2 separate regions of the Mus musculus genome follow, and region 2 is linked to region 1. Evidence: chromatin contacts called from public Hi-C data. All regions are on one chromosome and are shown on one strand. The core of a region is the stretch at or near the end of the contact, and the rest is flanking DNA. Distances in the headings are between cores, read along the strand shown. Region 1 overlaps Gm30149 (a long non-coding RNA gene). Region 2 overlaps Akap13 (A kinase (PRKA) anchor protein 13).

Region 1 (3,008 bases), core at 337-2,836:
TTTGGTTTTTATTAAGAGTCAGAGTGTTTTGGAATTCATTCGAGGTTGTTACTTCATGAAGAGAGTGCCTGGTGGCATCCTGGTCTTAGGGTTTGACTTAGAATCTACCACCCAGATCTACACAGGACTCGTCCTGTCTTCCTTCCCTTTCTCCCCGTTCCTCCTCTTCCTTCCCCTGTCCTTCCTCCCCTCCTTCTTCCCTTCTCCTCCTCTTACTCCTCCTTCTCTCTTCTCATTTGTTTTCTTCTTGTCCTTTGAGGCTGGCCTGGACTTCCCTTTGTAGCAGAGGCTGACCTTAGCCTGAATCCTCCTGCTCCTACTTCACACATGCTAAGACTGCAGTCATGCCCTAGGTCCTTCCTGTAAGAGGTGCTGGGGGAATCCCACCCAGGGCTTCTTGTGTACTAAGAAAGCACTCTCCTAATTGAACCTCATCCCCACCACCCTGAATTTATTTCTCTTTTCCATTTGAATATTTTTCATCTGTTTGCTGTGTTACCAGTATTGAGGTAGAATCCAGTCTTGTAAATATTAGGCAAGTGCTCTACCCCTGAGCTGCATGCCCTGTCCCCTCCTTCTCTTCTTCCTCCTCTTCTCCCTCCTCTTCCTCATTTTATTTTTAAACACTGAAAATGCAGATAAATAGAATGAGGCCAAATAAGAAGATTTGAGAATGTACACATTACTCTGCTCTGTAGAGGCAGTATCTCTGCAGAGTCTACAGAAAGATAGCAAAATGTCTTCAAAGTTGTGCCAGAAACCTTTGGAGCTGAGGTGTGCTTAGCCAGGCGAAGATACTCCATTCCCTGAGCTCCTGCGTCTCTCTTGTCCCAAATAGCATGAAACTAGGCCGGAGCAAGGAAGGTTGGCTTTGGAGGTTAGTGACAACATGCTCCGTCAAAACCAGGAACGCAGAGCCTCCGAGATGGACGGGCAGGAGTAGGTCCCTGCAGACAGGCTGGACCATCTGGTTTCTATTTCTGAAACTCACAAGGTAGACGGAGAAACTTGACTTCCAAAAGCTGTCCTCTGATCTCTATAAGGACACCGTGGGGCACACACACACACACACACACACACACACACACACAAATCAAAGAAATGGAGATGAAGAAAATCCATATTTGGTACAGATCTTATATTTAGACATAGCAAATTTATTGGCCAACTTGTTTATTTATACGAATTGTAGGTAATGTCACTAAAATCCACTATGCTTGCTTCCTTTTCTATAATCACATCCCAGCCATCAACTAAGGGAACACTGGCTTCTGGCCCTTTTCATTTGTAGACAGTAGATTTAAACCTTTGTACCCTACTGTTCAACTCAAAGGGAGCAAATAACCTTGGCTACAGTTGCCGCGGAAGAAAGACTCTACCTCTTTGCTTTTATACTAAGCTTTAGAAAACGTTATGTAGAAAGGAGGAACACCCCCCCCCCTTTTGCCTGGGTTACAGACACCATAACGCAGAGTTGGGCCGGCTCTGCGGAAACAATGAGTCACTGATGCCGAGGCCCAGGTGGCGTACGAATGAGCTCTGCAGCCACTTTAACCCCTGCAGGCCCCTACTCGGCAGAGCCGCAGTGCGCACGCAGCCTGGGCTTCCAGCCTGCAGACGTCCTGGTCAGAGCAGGAGGAGCCCTGTAAGCAGGCGGTACGTCCGCATGCCCTCCCAGGGGGCTCCGAGCTATTAGTCTTCCGATTGGCTCAAGAGAGGAGTGAAGAAATGAAAACACCGCCCAAGATATATTTAGTTGAGCGCAGCTGGGGAAACGCTTAAGCCCCTAGTGTTTTTGTGTCCATGGTAGGGAATATTGGGGAGACTTAGGCCATTTCCCGCCCCCTCCCCGCCCCCCAATCCCAGTAGATTTTCTTCCTCTTATTCTGGAAGTGCAGAAATTTCTGATGTGTTGATTAAGGAAATAGTAATTTTCCTGCAGAACTGGCAAATGAAATAACCGCTCAAAGCACTAATCTTTGTGGGAGACCCAGTGAAGAAATTATTTTTTTTCTTAACTCACTAGTAATTTTTCTTTCTTGCAATTAATCCTCTTTAGGTTCAAGATGGAAATCGAGTATTTTCGAACGTATTTACTTGAACTAATTTATGTAGTTAGAAGCATAATTAAGTTTTATCAGCTGATAGAGTCCCTTGTCACTTGAGCCGACTGGCGTTTTCCGCTAATTGAAAGGCTTATTTCTGCGCTGTTGAGCGCAGCTTTTTTGACAGATGACTCCCTAGAGGTTAACGGCTTAGGCTGATGTCGGCCACCCTGCAGAAGGGTTTTCCAGGCAGCTAGCACATGCTGTCTCTGGAGATACTATGATTAAGATGTAAAGCAGGAACTTCTAGAATCTCAACTTCTAGAATCTCGTTGTTTGGGTCATACTAGTAAACTAGGGTTAGACCAGTAATGGATCTCCAGAAAAACAAAAGAATGCTCAAATTTTTACAGAGATTGGTTTTCAAGAAATTGTCCAAGAAATGCAAAACTGTGGGGGTAAACTAACACGCTGGAGACCGGGGGTGGGGGGGGTGGGGGGGTGGGGGGGTGGGCGGGGAGTCAAGTTCAGATCAGAAGGCCACAGCTGAATTTCAAAACTTCCCTCTTCCCTGGGGTTCAGGGTCTGTGCGGGGAATGAGAAAAAATTCTTTGACAATTTGGATGAGACCCACCCACATTATAGAGAGCAATCTGCTGTATTCAAAGTTAGCCCCCCACCCCACCCCCCAGGTGCAGTGAACTTTATAGATGATATTTAAGAGAGGCTCCTTAAAGTAGTCCCCTACTTCCAGCAGCGGCGGGGTGGGGGTGGGGTAGTCTGAGATGAAAATTGTGTGGGGAAATTGTGTGAGGGGTTGAGTTAGGGACAACAGCAGCTGGGGTCCTCTCTTCTTCTCTAAGGTGGGTAGGGCTGGGGTGGGGTGGTCCAAGGTTTTCTTACTCTTGGAGACCATTGTAGGCCTATATTTTGTATCTTTTTATTTTACTTTTCAGTGTGTGT
Region 2 (3,008 bases), core at 163-2,662, 2.0 Mb before region 1:
TTTAGTAAGGAGAAAAGGCTTACTTGAAAACATGTTAAAACAAGTGACCACGGAAAGAAGTAATGAGCTCTCTCATCAGTGTTCTGTTATTATATGCAACTGGGTTTGTTTCAAGCCAAGTGGGCTTCTTCTATACAGCTCACAGCACTTCTAACTTGACCTCTCCTCACAAGATCCACCCAGGCAATGCACCCTGCACATGGGTTTTGGGCTGTATGGAGGGATTTAAGGGTTTAAGATGAACAGAGATAAAGCATGCAGTGTATCACCTACTGTCATATTCTCACTATATATATTTTGTCACACATTTCAAGTCAAGGAGCGTCTTATGTTTTTGGATGCACTTCTTGGAAGCGCTGATCCTAGGTATTGTGTCCTTTTTTTGTCATTCAGATACAACGTATAATGAACAGAGCTGAGATTTCTGGATTTAAATCCAAGTATTGAATTTCTTGCTTATATACCATAAAGTGTCCTAATTTTTCTGGAACTTACTTCTATAATCTGTACATAGGGATATGACAGTTCAATCACTATTTCAAGAAATGGATAAAATGAACATCAAGGGCTAAGCACAGGGAAGGTATAGCTTGTGTTGCCTATTACTCCCCCCAACCCCCCGCCTTTACCAAGGTCTGCCCACACATCCTACCATTCTCAAAACATGGACCTTCTTTATATATAAAATCACCTCATTTTTCATTTCAAAGTTACATTCTTTGTTTAGTGTGCTTTGCATCTGCAGAGGATCCACTCTGCATGGTTTTAAGTAGAACCTTTCCTATAGCTACCATTAGTGATTAAGTTGTCTCTTAGCCTTAACTTGTGCCTGGTTACCTAAAGTTTACTTTTAAAGCTACATGCAATGATTTTATTGTAACTAAACCAAGTCTGGCAGGACACAAAAGCCTACCTACACACACACTACAGAAATTTTGTTTCTTTTAGTTGGTGAATCAGGATGTCCTGGTAAAGATCTTTTTTAAAAAACCGAGTGAAATGGAGACCTGCAGATAAAGGAACTTAATAGTACAGAAAGCTCTACAGAGATCTCCGCCACTTCCTCCTCCTCAACTCCCTTTCTAGATCATGGTGAGAAAACTCCCACTATGATGAAAGCAAAAGGTATTTTATTATCAACTGGCATTTATGCAGTACAGACATCATTTTATGACTACATTAGACAGTAGTAACTGTCTTAAATTGTCATATTCAAACAGATCCTGAAAAAGCCTTCAAACTTTCAAACTTCTTGTCAACGGTAATTTATATTGTTTTCAAACATTTTCACGAGCACCAAACTGTGTGCGGTTTCTAACATGGCTCTGGAAAACATTCTTCTGAGCGCAGCATGACTACTGTGGTTTAGTTACTCATCTTTAACCTCACCTGGGCACAAAGGACATGTGTCTTCTGAACAACATGTTTCCACTGTTTACTAGACACTCCCTTGGCACACTACAGGTGCTCAGGTATTTGTTAAGATTCTACTACAAAGGAAAAAAAAAAGTAAGAATTGCTTTGCTTCTGGAGTGGGTAGACAGATAACCTTAAAAAAAAATTCTTCAAATGGCCCAATGTGTTAAGTACTCATGATTTAAAAACCAGGAGCAGTATAAGACACCTGAAGACACTAACAACCCAATGGGAGAAATTTACTTAAAAGATTATTGGGTTGCTAGTAAAAGATGGAGATAAACTGTAATAAATACAAGGTTTTCTAAATGCAATTTACCCCATTGTTCTTAGATTACAATATGACCCTCAGGCTGGGCCAGAACTCATAATCTTTCTATTTTCGTTTGTCTAATGCTGAGATTATAGCATACCATGTGTGTTCTTTTGTGACTGAGTTACCTCACTCAGGGCGATATTTTCTAGATCCATCCATTTGCCTGTGAATTTCATGAAGTCATTGTTTTTAATAGCTGAGTAGTACTCCATTGTGTAAATGTACTACATTTTCTGTATCCATTCCTCTGTTGAGGGACATTTGTGTTGTTTCCAGCTTCTGGCCATTATAATGAAGGGTGCTATTAACATAGTGGAGCATGTGTCCTTGTTATATAGTGGAGCATCTTTTGGGTATATGCCCAGGAGTGGTATAAGCTGGGTCCTCAAGTAGAACTATCCAATTTTCTGAGGAACCACCAGACTGATATCCAGAGTGTTTGTATCAGCTTGCAATCCCACCAGCAATGGAGGAGTGTTCCTCTTTCTCCACATCCTCGCCAGCATCTGCTGTCACCTGAGATTTTGATCTTAGCCATTCTGACTGGTGTGAGGTGGAATCTCAGGTATACATTCACTGATAAGTGGATATTAGCCAAAAATCAAAAAACAAAACAAAACAACAACAACAAAAAAAACCCCAAACCTCAGAATCCGCACAATACAACTCACAGACCATTTGAAGGAAGACCACACCACAGTTTGGATGCTACAGTCCTACTCAGAAGGGGGAAGAAAATAATCTCAGGAGGTAGAAGGAGAGTGGGATCAGAGAAGGGGGGGGGGAGGTGGGACGGTTGAGATATGGAGAAGATGAGAGAGAAGTACAAAGGGTCAGGAATTTGAAGGAAGGTGTGTCAGTGGGGGAGAGGAAACTGGGGGTAGTCACTAGAAAGTTTCAGAGGCCAGAGATCCAAGGGGTTCCCAGAACCCAACAGAGAGGACATTAGCTGAAATACCCAACAAAAGCAAGATAGAACCTGTAGAGACCATATCCAGTGGCTAGGCATGGCTCCCCAGGTTGAGGGATGGGGCCACCCACCCAACTCAAAAATAGTAATTCAGAATTCCTCCTGTCAAAAGGAAATACAGGGACAAAGAGTGGAGCAATCTGAAGGAAAGTCCACCCAGAGACTGCCCCACCTAGGGGTCCATCCCATCTACAGACACCAAACCCAGACACTATTGCTGATGCCAAGAAGTGCTTGCTGACAGGAGCCTGGTATAGCTGTCCCTTGAGAGGCTCTGCCAGAGCCTGACCAATACAGAGGCAGATG

Evidence for each region. A called contact is a pair of places that touch in the nucleus more often than the background predicts.
Region 2: a Hi-C map of CD8 T cells shows a contact between it and region 1, with 5 times the contacts expected there. The contact joins two enhancer-like sites. A contact is called at or near these places in 1 of 484 Hi-C or Micro-C datasets (CD8 T cells) and 3 of 115 datasets of contacts at active chromatin or transcription factors (acute myeloid leukemia, cardiomyocytes and large pre-B cells).

The regions. Positions count from the first base shown.
Region 1 is chr7:73,593,934-73,596,941 of GRCm38.p6, reverse strand. All of the region lies in intron 2 of Gm30149 (a long non-coding RNA gene), which reads left to right. Among named protein-coding and RNA genes, the nearest start is that of Gm39036, 7.3 kb to the left of the region's middle. Within about 2 kb of position 1,586, at least 294 of the 459 cell types and tissues checked have an H3K27ac peak or open chromatin away from gene starts, as enhancers often do. A contact at or near this core is called in CD8 T cells, where this site is marked.
Region 2 is chr7:75,598,920-75,601,927 of GRCm38.p6, reverse strand. All of the region lies in intron 5 of Akap13 (A kinase (PRKA) anchor protein 13), which reads right to left. Among named protein-coding and RNA genes, the nearest start is that of Akap13, 140 kb to the right of the region's middle. Within about 2 kb of position 1,412, at least 50 of the 459 cell types and tissues checked have an H3K27ac peak or open chromatin away from gene starts, as enhancers often do. A contact at or near this core is called in CD8 T cells, where this site is marked.